Linked DNA regions of Mus musculus: region 2 is linked to region 1. A link is a contact called in public HiChIP or PLAC-seq data. All regions are on one chromosome and are shown on one strand. Each heading gives the region's core, a stretch centred on a gene start, on an enhancer-like site or on the middle of the called end of the contact. The rest is flanking DNA. Distances are from core to core; before and after follow the strand shown.

Region 1 (6,065 bases), core at 2,459-4,958:
CAGATCTGAGGTGGCTGGTCACCATTGTCACAGACAAGAAGCAGAGAGCACAGAAGGCTATACGATCTGGTCACGTTGCATCTATGCTAACACACACCCATCCACTCACAGATACGCACACTAAGACTTATGGACTCACATGCTCTTGTCCACTCAGACATAGTCACAATCACTGTCAGTCTCACACTCACACTTGCACACACATGCTCACCCTCATTTACTCACTTCATTAACTCATACTTCCCTACATACACTCACATGGTTGTACACAAATTCTCACGCTCACTTTCCTACTCACATGCTGATCTATTTCTACATACTTCTCTACTCTTACACCCACATGCTCATTCACACATTCATAAGCACACACATGCACATATACACACTCATAATCAACGACAAATTTTCTCTCACAGTTCTACACACACACACACTCACTCACATCCACACACTCTGATGCTTTGATATTTGTCCACGTATTCACACCACTCATACTCACCAGCACATAGTTATCATTTCACCGTCACACTCCTCACATGCTAAAACACTCACACATTCATATACATGACCCATCAATACACATGCTAACAAATGAATTCACACATACAGTAACACGCTAACATGCATTCACAGTCTTGCACATATTCACACTAATCCTGGTACTCATGCACACTCACCACTTACTAACACAAAAACTCCCACCTACATAACTGCACACTCAAGCACACTTCAATCATGATTGCTTACACATGCACATTGATACACTCAAGAACACATTCATATGCACCACTCAAATACACACTCAAAAAATAGACACGTTTGCACTCAGATGCAGTCAAACAGTCTCATAGGTTCACACCTATGCACAGATACACTCATTCTCACACACACACTCATATAGTTTCTCACACATTCATGTAACCACAAACATACACACATTCACTAATTCACATGTACACTCACTCTCACATGGTCACACACACTCATTCACACACAGTCACACACATACTCAAGTATACACATTCACATACCCACTCAAACACACATTTGCACACTCATAGTAACACATTAACTTACATATAATCTCACACACATCAACATTCACATAGAATCATATTCACAGTCTCACAGAGGGTCACCTAGTCACACATTTGATAGCTATGTATTCTTATCTTAAAAGCTACGTAGAGTCCATGAAAATACAGTGGCAAGGCCACTACCTCTTGAAGCTCAAATTTTGATGAGCTCAGAGATGGCAGACAAGCAGATCTGCCATCTGGGTGTGCAGAGGGAAAGCATCCCAGCTAGAGCTGTACATCCCTGGAGGTTCTGAGACTGACTTCCTAGGGAAGGATGCTGGACAGGAAGGGTCAACCTGTAAGGCAGGGAGTAGTGTGTCTGGGAAGAACAGGACAAAGAATCCTCAGGAGAGGGCACTGTAAGAGGAAATACAGGAAATGAGGTGCATCTGTCTTTCTTCCTTTCTGGAAACAAAGCATCTACTCCTGGTCTCACATGCCCTGTTTGTGAAGTGATAGGTTTGGAGAGGAAGCTAAGACACTTCTCCTGGACTTCTGAGATCTGAATCCAGGTCTCAAAATCTCTCCCTGCATGCCTCAGGACTGCCACATGCAGTCTCTCTGGCTACCAGTTTCCTTGTCCATGAATAAGAGACTAGCAGTGGCTGATTTTATCACTTAGCTTCACATTGGCAAGATCCCGTGATCTGGTTTCCTAAGCCAGGGAAGAAGCATAGATGACAGCAGAAGACAAGCCCTCCTCGTGTGACCTCTTACAACACCCTATTTTCTTTAACTGAAGATCTAGAGGTCAGTACAATCCAGGCAGAAATCCCACTAGCCTGCAGAGCCCCCTAAAACACTCCTGTGCTAGATTCAGACTTCATTCCACTTAATCAGCTCTTTAAAGATTTTGGATCCAAACAGTCATACTCTGATATCTTCAAGGTTAGAACTCCAGCATATGGATTGGAGATGGAGGACATCTTCCAGACAAGAGCTTCCAGAACATATCTGGCACCATGCTTGACACACAGCAGGCACTCAGAAAGTGGTACCAAGCAACACTGATGATGGAGATCATGGCTGCCCATGTTGGAAACCCTTCATCAGGTGACAAAGCCCCCAGATCAGTGCCTAGCAAGCAGTTCCTCTGAAACAGGGAGATCCAGAGTTCAAAAGCCATAAACTCCCCCTGACCAAAAAACAACAAAAACAACAACAACAACAACAATAATAATAATAATAATAATAATAATAATAATAATATGGAGCCGTTGGCTTCAGAGTGAGAGCCACACAGTGCAGCAGTAGATACTGCTGACTTGAGCATCAACGTTGCTTGGAGAATAATATGCTTGAAAAAGCGGCCCAGTAGTGACAGGTGAGTACCATGTGATGTTATAACAGGAGTAAGCCTCAGGAGACTGTTCAGTAGTAATTTGATTGCAAGTGTGAAGACCTGAGTTCATTTTCCAAAATCCATATGAAAAAGCCAGGTGTGTTGGGGTGTGTTCATAATCCCAACAATGGAGAGGGAGAGACATGTGAATCCCAGGGAATCACCAGCCTGCAAGACTGGCCTATTTGAGAAATTCCAAGACAGTGAAAATATCACAACTCAAAGAAGAAGAAGAAGAAGAAGAAGAAGAAGAGGAAGAGGAAGAGGAAGAGGAAGAGGAAGAGGAAGAGGAAGAGGAAGAGGAAGAGGAAGAGGAAGAGGAAGAAGAAGAAGAAGAAGAAGAAGAAGAAGAAGAAGAAGAAGAAGAAGAAGAAGAAGAAGAAGAAGAAGAAGAAGAAGAAGAAGAAGAAAATGGACTCTAATTGAAGAAAAGCAACCCAAGATTGTCCTTTGCCCTCTGCACACACAGGTACTCATGAACAGGCACCCACACAGAAGTGTATGCATGCACACACATACACTTGATGTATAAGTCATAAAACCAGAGCCTCCATTTGGCCATCTGAGCAGATCACTCTGGGTCTTTCCAGTTCTTGACTATGCTGGTGCCAGGGTCTTGGACATCTATCCTTCAAGCATGGATGTGTCAAAAATAAATGACAGTAAATGTTTAAACCCTCATGCAAGAACATCACCTTCTCCTACTTGCTCTTTGCTTAATCACAATGCCTCTTCTCTCAGACCCTCTGCCTCCTTCCTCCCTGGCATCCTGAGTGGCATTGGAAGTAAAACCCAAAGCAGCACAGAAGTCCCAAGCACTGGCATCCTCTGAGGGTTTGTCTCGTATCTCCTCTCTTTCTCTTTCTGCTTTCTCCTCTCTTTCCTGCCCCCCACCCCTGATCCTTAAATCCTTACAATTCTCACCTCACGTCTGCTTACTGAGTTTCTCCTGACCTCTACCTGGCATCTCCAGCCCTTCCTTAATCTTCTCCAATCAGAAGCGGGTGTCTTCTTCTCTCCCAGACTAGAATATCTTATTCCTCACAACTTCCCCATTCACATCCTGGACACTCCACTGCCCAGTATTGGGATCATCTTGAAACACTTTTTCAGGTCCTCTCAGCTCTCCCCTGCCTTTCTTCTGGACCAGAGAAGACTTCATGCAAGTAACAGCTTGAAGCCACAGTCAGCAAACAGTTGAATAGTCAGAAAGCATGGCTCGGCTCCTCTAGCCACAAGATTTGAATACTTGGCAAGAGTAGCCAGTGTGACTCACGAAACCACAAAAGCCCCATCGCTTTACTTTTCTTGGAACTGGTGTGTGGGTGTGAACACTCAGCAAGACCTCTATAGCTCAGCAGTGCATCCTGAGGGGAGGGAACCAACTGACCTGCATGGTGCAGCTGTTGAAAAGCACTTTCCCATACCTGATACAGCATCCTGGGATGGGGATTGCCGCTGACCACCTTGCCACTGGCCTCTCAACTCAAAAGTGTGTCTTCCTGTAACACTAGCATGCTACCGATTACTTCTTTAAAGGCCTTGTCTCCCATCAGAGCCACATTTGGGAGGCTAGAGCTTCAATACAAGAATGAGGAGAGATTCAGTCCATAGAAAGAGGGTAGGGGTGGGATGGAGGAGTAGAGACGATGAAAAGAATATAGGAGAAATGAAAACTGGTGTTGCATGTAGTCTTGCAAAAAAAAAAAAAAAAAAAAAAAAAAAGACTAGCTGGAGTCTCCACCTGGAGGCAAGATTCCTGCTTTCCTGCTTTCTCCTTGCCTCCCCCTTCTCTGAAAGTAGATACAGATCTAGCCCCTCTAGGTCTCAGTCTCCCTGTCTGTAAGATCTATAGGATAATATCAGGCTCCCTAAGAGGTCAATATCCCTGAAACTCAAGACCAAGACAAGAATGTTTCAAAAGACCTTCATGGGTAGAAGAAAGCAGGACAAATAACAGTGGTGATAGAGGCTTTAACCCCTCTCTGAAGGACACCCTAGTGACTCACCAAGCTCATGAGTGAGGGAAGACATCTCCTGTAGACATCAGGAACATCATGTCCATTTGTCTCTACTTCATTCCCAAACAAGAACTTGGGAAGTGTTGAGCTAGAGACACAATCCTGAGGCTGGCTCGTTTCTTTGTATGTTTGATCAAAAGTAGGCTGTTTCCACAGTGTGGCCCACTGAAGCTCACCCACAACTCAACCACACCACAGCCACAGAAGAGCACCTACCATCAAGAGACCTAGGGTGGAAGGGCAGGAGATGCCAAGAGAAGGTGGCTTCATTGAATCTAAAGGAAGAGGGAGGCTCTGAGAAGCGTTAAGAGAAATTTCTGCCTGGCTGAACTAGGGGTGGTGGAGGACTTGGCCAAGGAACAAGTGGAGCAGCATTTCTAGCAAAATCCTAGAGGAGAGATAAATGCTAATACACTTGAACTGTTTCAGGGTTGGGGAGAAAAACATGGAAAACTGATGGTTATCAGAACCGGAACTCTGTGGTAAAGGGTGGGCTATTTCTGGAAGGTAGTAAGAAGCTACTGAAGACTCTCTTTGAACAGTGCACAAACTTGGTCCAGCTTGCTCTGTTTGCTCCTTTGTGTTTTGAGGGGCTGGAAACTGGACCCCAGGAATAAAAGATAGACCACGGTCTTGCTCATCAACTGCCTTTATGAGCTCTTCCTGCTCCATCTCTCATCTTAAATGTACTTTTGTTTGAGGTACTAGTTAGTGCTCAGTTCCACCAAGCCCCCAAGGCACACATAAAATTAGGTGGCAACCACAGTTTTGCAGAATCAAACAAGGAACAAAAATTATCTCATTCTAGGAACCTATTATAACCATGATACTTAACCATGATAGAGAAGGCAGCATGAAATAAAACAGCAAACAAAGCTAAAAGTGGACACAGGGTTTTTAAAAAATTAACTAAAATGCTGGCAATTTGAATGCAGCAATGTAGAAAATATCTGAGGATCAAGGAGTCTCTCAAGATTTCTTTTGGATAATCCCTTAATGGCACGCACCTGTCCTAACAAACTAGGTCAGCCAAAATTCAAATATTGAAGCCAGAACTCCTAGTATCTATAAACGAGACTATATTTGAGGATACAATCTTTAAAGAGGTAATTATGTTGAAATAAAGTTGTAGATCTGGGTCCTAATTCATTAGGACTGGTGTTTTATGAGACAGAGGCAACATCTGTAGAGACATCAAAAGACCACCGACCATCTCTGAACCCATCATACGGGCTTCAGGATAAACCATCCTTGCAACTCCTGGACCTCAGACTCGCAGTCTCCAAAGAAATGAGAAAATAAAGTTCTGCCATTTGAGCCTTTCAGTCTTCAGAATTTTGTTGTGGGAGCTTGAGCAAGCTAGGAGAATGTGGGATTAAAAAAACAAACAAACAAATAGGAGATGGCTTAGAAATGGCTCATTCGGTGAACTATTTGCCTCACACACAGGAGAGGGGAAGGGAAGGGAGGGGAGGGGAAAGGAGAGGAAGGAAAGGGTCATTTTATCCAAAAGGAGAAGCTAAAATCCAGCTGCTTTGAAGGCTTCTGCGGAGGGGGGTGACAGACATACAGAGAATATATAAATTCTAACTGTGCAATGAATTTTCACCAACTCACCCAGTC
Region 2 (6,065 bases), core at 921-3,420, 260 kb before region 1:
CAATAATAATTGTTTGCTATTCAGAAAGTCTGAAAAGCTGACTCAGGTGTCTTCAAAGTCCCAAGTACTAAATTCCCATTGGCCTCCCCTACATGAATACCCTCTCTTATCCTGTCTCCCCTCTACAAGCATCTCAGGTCACCCACACCCTAAATCGCTGGAAACCTAAAATGCTTTCCTGAAACCGATTCGCAGACCCTAGGGCAGAGTTACTTAGTGACTGAGTCATGCTGACCTAATGTATGGGATGTATAGCCATGGGGTCAGAGATGCAGAGGCCCATTGGAAACATGCAACCCTATAATTAGAACCAGGTTGTTTTCCTTCTGTGTGTGAGCATACATTTTCCCCCTACCTACCATGGACAATAATGAACCTCATTTGATTTGCCAATTAAATCAATACCAAGGATTATTGAGAGTTTCTATCTCTGATGCGCCAGATGTTTGCATCTATAGTGCTATCCAGCAGGCACAGAGGGGATGGAGTTATTGAAGTCCCAGAAATTACTATGAAGATAAGGAGTTTCTTCACTGAAAAAGTGAAAACAGAAACATCCTATTATGTCATTCCCAGCGTGCCTATTGCTGATGATGAGCTATTCCCTGACAGCTTGGTGGCAGAAGGTCAAGCCTGTGACTCTCTAGAATCTTAGGATCCTCAGAGGGTAGGAGACAGGAGTAGGATGATATAACAGAGGTGGTACCGGGTCTAGGCAGGGACAAACACTATCCTATAAGTATTAGCCCATACTCTCAAAGCACAAGTGATGTTCACTTTTATAGAGCTGAGTACATAGCACAGCAATGCAGGGAAGCTCCAGCCTCCAGCTGCTGTCCATGTAACCTGAGCAGGTCTTCCTACTCCACAGCGTTAGGAAAGGGATGAGTCACCAACACTGTTTTGAGGTCAAATAGATTTAAGTTTGAGCCCTAATCCTGACAGAAGTTAACTACAATCTTAAGGTTGATCCTCTTAGATGGTGTTTAGAATAGCCCAGAATGTAGTTCAAAGCAGAGACAGTACTGGCAGAGGAGAAGAACACTTCATAAAGAAAGAACATTGGCTGTGCGACAAAGAGGAGGACAACTCTGGGAATTGGGGTTTACTGAAGACTAAGAGGTCACCACATCCACCCAAAGCACTCAGACAAAATCTCTGGAGATGTGGTCAGAAAGCTCTTCCAAGACAAGACTCTTGTCTGCTTCCTTGTCTGCCCTATGCTGAACCAACCAAAACCAACAATAGCGAACAGATACTGAGAAACCCATTGCTACCACCATACCAAGTGCTCTCAGAGACCTGGACATGAATCAGTACCATGTATTCCCTCAGGATGGGTTACAGGAAAGTGAGGAGGGGAAGACTTTCAGGAGGCTATCTAAAAGAAAGAAGACAACTGGCCTCTATTCTAGATGAGTTTTGAGCAAAGAGCTCAGTCCTCAGGGAAAGAGGGCACTTCTGCCAGCCACACCTAGGAGGAAGGGGACAGATGCTTTGAATCTAGGGATCTGAAAGAAAGGTCAAAACCCAAGCCAAAATAAATCACTGAATCTAGGCATCTGTAGCAGGAAATAGCATCATTTAGGACAAGCCTTGGAATGACTATCCCCTACTGTCCTCCCTACTCTTTCTTCTGCTCAGGATACTCCTGAAAGTCCCTCCTTTAGTCTTGGAAATGTTAGGCATTAGGAAGTTCCACTGGAAATAAGTTTTCTTCTAAAAGGGAAATAGAGGCAGGTAGCCAAAAGAGAAGGGAAAAATAGGATGAAATGGAAAAGAAAAGAGAATATAAAGAAAATGAGCCTTCAACTATAGTTTGAGCAGACAGCAGTTAACCACCCAACCTGCTCTGATTAAATGCCTACAGTCTTACCACAAGTTGAGATCCTTGCAACTAGGAACAGTCCTGAGAGCGAGTTCTGGACAATGTTGAGTTGTAGGCAAAGCCCTGTGAGTCCCAGGGTCTCCTGCAAGAAGTAGAAAGGGTTTTCGTGGCTCAAAATTTGGGCCACTGTGCATCAAGTATTCATTAAGCCACATCAAAGACTGAGGGTGGGTTGCTGGGTCTGTACTGAAAGTCCTCAGGAGCCACAACTCAGGAGGGGAGGAAGAGGCTCCCAGCACTGCCCCCTGCTCCCCAGGGGACCAGGTACTTTCCTAAAGAGAATGCATCACTTGGTTCTTCCTGTGCTTTTACTGTAAACTCTTGGTTTATCACCTTGGAGGAAGGACAGAGTAGAGAGACAGAAGCTGGGACAGAGAAAGGCAGATGGTTTGAGTTAAGAAAGAGACACAGTAGTTAAGTAGCCACAGATACTTATACATCCAGAGCTATGAGTGACAGGTCTGTGTGATTGATAGGCAAAGATGAAGGGTTAACTAAAGGAACTTGCTTTCCCATCTGTGATCCAGGAATCCAAGAAGGCAAAAATGAAAAAAAAAAAAAAAAAAAAACAGCCTTCTGATGCTTTTCATTGCACCTTTTGCAGAACACTGGTGTAAACACTTTTCCTGAATCCCTGTAGAAAACAAAGTCGCAGGGTGGGGGAGACTCAGAAACAAGGGAAAAGGTTATAAGTCCTGAGGCCCAAATGTGCTTACAGAACACTGGCAAACTTCGTTGTTATCCATGTACCAAAACAGAATGAAAAGAACAGAAGTCTCCCTTGCTATTTTCCCACCCAGTGGAAGAGACACTTGCGCAGCTCCACCCATTCCCTGGCAGAGTAGGAAATGGGTTGGAAGTGCTTAAGAAAGAAGCCAGTGATCTGATCGTGATGAACAAGCTACAGTGGTAAATCAGCTACGGCATTCTGGTCTTCAGGTGAATGTGTGTTCACGAGAGGAAGAAGTGTCACCATACACAAAGGTGACCGAGATCTCAGTGCTGAGAGACAAAGAGCATGATTCAGGAAAACCAGTTCTGTGACAAGCTGTGGAAAAAAGTTACTTAGAAGACAATGACAACTTGAAATGAAAGTCTAAAACCTAGGAGCCTGACCCTCCAAGCCCAGAGCCCAGGAGGGCTACATAAAAGGCAAGAGGCCCTAACTGCTGGTTGAAACTCTTGGGTCCTGATATGTGAAAACCTTACTGCTTCACTTCCTATTTGTGAGTTTGTGGAGAACCACACCCAAAAAACATGAGCAAAACAGTACTCATCCAATCCATATATTCTAAAACATAAGACTATAGGCAAGTCTAGAGAACAGTGGACCTGCATCACCCCAATAACCATCAACCAGCTTAACCAGTCTTCTAGGTCATTCCTCCAGAGAATGAAAGGTAAAAGACACCAGGGCTCCTCAGAAACATAATTAGAGACAGAGTTTGCATCTGGTACCTTGGTGTTTGTTTGTTTGTTTGTTTGTTTGTTTGTGATGTTAGTTTTCTTTTTGGTTGGTTGGTGGTTTGGATTGGTTTGGTTTGGTTTGGTTTGGTTTGGTTTGGTTTGGTTTGGTTTGGTTTGGTTTGGTTTGGTTTGGTTTGGTTTGGTTTGATTTACTCCCTTCTTGCTTTTACTGGATAGTGAAAGGGTAGGCCATTTCCTCAATTCTGTCTACATGAAAGGCACTCAGGAAGAGACACACAGAACTTTATCTGTGTCTCTAGAGTGCAGTGACTTCTAACTTGAACAAATAAGAGGATGTGATGTCTACTGATCCCCTCAACTGCAGCCTACTGCTGGGCATGGTGGCATGCACTGTAATTGTCGCACTTGGAATCCCAAAGCAAGAGGATCTGGCGGTTAAGGCCATTCTAGGCTCCACAGTGAAGCCTTATTTTAGTAAATAAGTCTCAACTTAGTTTCCTCTCTCTAGTTCCCAGAGTGAGCATGAATAGAGGGATTAGTAACTACACCATGCTCATCTTTCTCATGGGGATGGACTACAGATTTATCTTCATTATCTGCATACAGATAGATGCAGCTCATTCTTCCTGCTGTAAAGAATGCTGTCACGTTTCACTTATTCATTCCTGAGCTTTAATGTTTTCCTAGAGTAGAAACGCAATGCATAATGAACAAAGAAAACTTAGAACTGACCAAAAAAAAAAAAAAAAGGAATTGGTTTTGAAATGCCAGTTATAGGCACAGACCAGTCACTTGGGTTGCAGTGAACAGGTTGGGATAGGTGGAGCAGAAACAAGACAAGAGAGTCTGGGTGGAGATGAAACTGTTCCTGATATGTGAATGGTGGCTAGAAGCTGGGTTCTAAAGGCCAGGTTGCTCTGATTGCAAACACCAAGCTTTCAGTCACGATGTCACAGAGTGTATTGCCAATAAGGCACTTGAGAAGACACCAGGTAAGTCTTTGATAAGGGGGTGGACCTAAAGTACTCGCCAGGCAGCATTCTATTCTGACTTGGAAAATTATGTCACCTATATCATACATTCCACTGAGCTCCTTGCATTACATAAGCAGATTATGGCTTCAGTGGGACTAAGGGAACCAGAAACAGAGTCTTACATTATTGTATTCAGAACACATTCCAGAGACTGAAGGCCTGCAAAGTTCCCCAAGAGAAGGCCTACTTTAAATACGGAATAAAAAGTATGTTTGTTTATGTTGGTAAATTTTCATGCATCAAGCATTAAGTCATTAAGTTAGCACTGGATGATGACACCCTGGGACATTAACATATAGGTAGGTACAGAGAAAACAAAATATTTATATGGAAACTTCCTGACACACCAGTCACTCACTTCCATGCACTTCCGTATAGTTATGCACCCGGTGTGGTTGAGAGTAAATGGGCTCTCCTCATGGGAGACACATAGAGTGTTACAGTGCCCATTCCTTCTCTCCTTTTTTCACAGAAATTATATTATTACTTTTATTTTTACTTGCTTGTTCCTTATTAATAAATATTTGTGTATAAAATGGTGATCTTAATTACATTTTCATCCGAACAAAGTTACCACGTACCTTGACCTATTTCATTGTACATATATACATTCACTTGTTCTTACAGTGTCAGATTGGATCCCTGCTCCTCCTCCAAAGTCTCCCTTCTACTTTTATGTCTTATTTCATATATGTGATATAAATGGCATATATGAAATATATATGCATATATACATATATTTCCATAACTGAGACCAAGCATGTATTTATCGTTGTGAGTCTGACTTGTTTACTTTAACAAGACAGTAAACAACTGCACCCATTTTCCAGCAAAGTATCAGGTCATTCTTGTCTCTTCTGTGGTTGTCTTCTTTCCTTCTTGTTCCCCAGCCTTCTGCCATCTGCAGAGCACCAAATGAATGAAGACCAGGAGGAAATCGTACACCAGTGCTGCTCTGCCCGTCTGGGATGAATCTGTAAATCCACACAGTGAGGCAGAAAGGAACTTGTGCAGGGAGTGTCAATTCTTGCTCTGCTACTGAGCTCCAGTCCCTGTGTCAAATGATTTTAGCTCACGGGACCTGTGAATGGACGCTAGCTGATTTACACCAGTGCTGCTCTGAGCAGTATGTGAGCTCACTAGAAATGGCGTTCAGAACATAAACAGATGCCTGATGCAAAGGTCGAGGATGATACCTGATGCAATAGGTCGAGGATGAGCTCGTCTGTTTACTGCTCTCATTCCTTTCATTTTCCCCACACCACCCAAAAAGCACAATTTGAGGATTCCATGAGAAGAGCTAGTGGGCAGCTGTGGCAATCTCTTCCAAATGTTTCTCCTATGCTCAGGAAGCATATCTTCCCACCCACGCAAGCCTCGGGGGCACCACAATGGAAGCTGAGAGCCTCCAGCTAGGTGCTTGGTGCTGGGCCAGGCCAACACAAGATGGAGATCCCCAAATACCAATGTCTCCACCTCAAGCAATCCAATCTCAGAGAGTGTAGCAGCCTGCCTTAGGTGTGGGTTAGTCCTCCTAATCTATGGTAATATTCAACTGTTCCCATGATACCTTGCATTCCAGCTATTTTCCAAGCATGCATATAGCCATTATCCCTTTTGTTCTTAGGAGAAATGCATGAGGTTTACTGTTCAATGGCAAATGCCTCACCTTCACAGGTGAAGAAACATCAGTTAAGAGAGGAAGCATTCTGTTC

The links. HiChIP or PLAC-seq counts read pairs in DNA pulled down with a chosen protein or histone mark.
Region 2: a contact with region 1 is called in a BATF HiChIP or PLAC-seq map of CD8 T cells, with 5 read pairs. The contact joins two enhancer-like sites. A contact is called at or near these places in 1 of 15 datasets of contacts at CTCF or cohesin (the NIH/3T3 cell line), 5 of 484 Hi-C or Micro-C datasets (the CH12 cell line, bone marrow-derived macrophages, embryonic limb bud and 2 more), 6 of 115 datasets of contacts at active chromatin or transcription factors (CD8 T cells, Th17 cells, astrocytes and 3 more) and 2 of 9 other capture datasets (adipose tissue and liver).

Annotation. Positions count from the first base shown.
Region 1 is chr4:63,666,129-63,672,193 of GRCm38.p6, reverse strand. No RefSeq gene overlaps it. Among named protein-coding and RNA genes, the nearest start is that of Gm42294, 27 kb to the left of the region's middle. Within about 2 kb of position 3,708, at least 93 of the 459 cell types and tissues checked have an H3K27ac peak or open chromatin away from gene starts, as enhancers often do. A contact at or near this core is called in CD8 T cells, where this site is marked.
Region 2 is chr4:63,924,471-63,930,535 of GRCm38.p6, reverse strand. No RefSeq gene overlaps it. Among named protein-coding and RNA genes, the nearest start is that of 8030451A03Rik, 57 kb to the left of the region's middle. Within about 2 kb of position 2,170, at least 10 of the 459 cell types and tissues checked have an H3K27ac peak or open chromatin away from gene starts, as enhancers often do. A contact at or near this core is called in CD8 T cells, where this site is marked.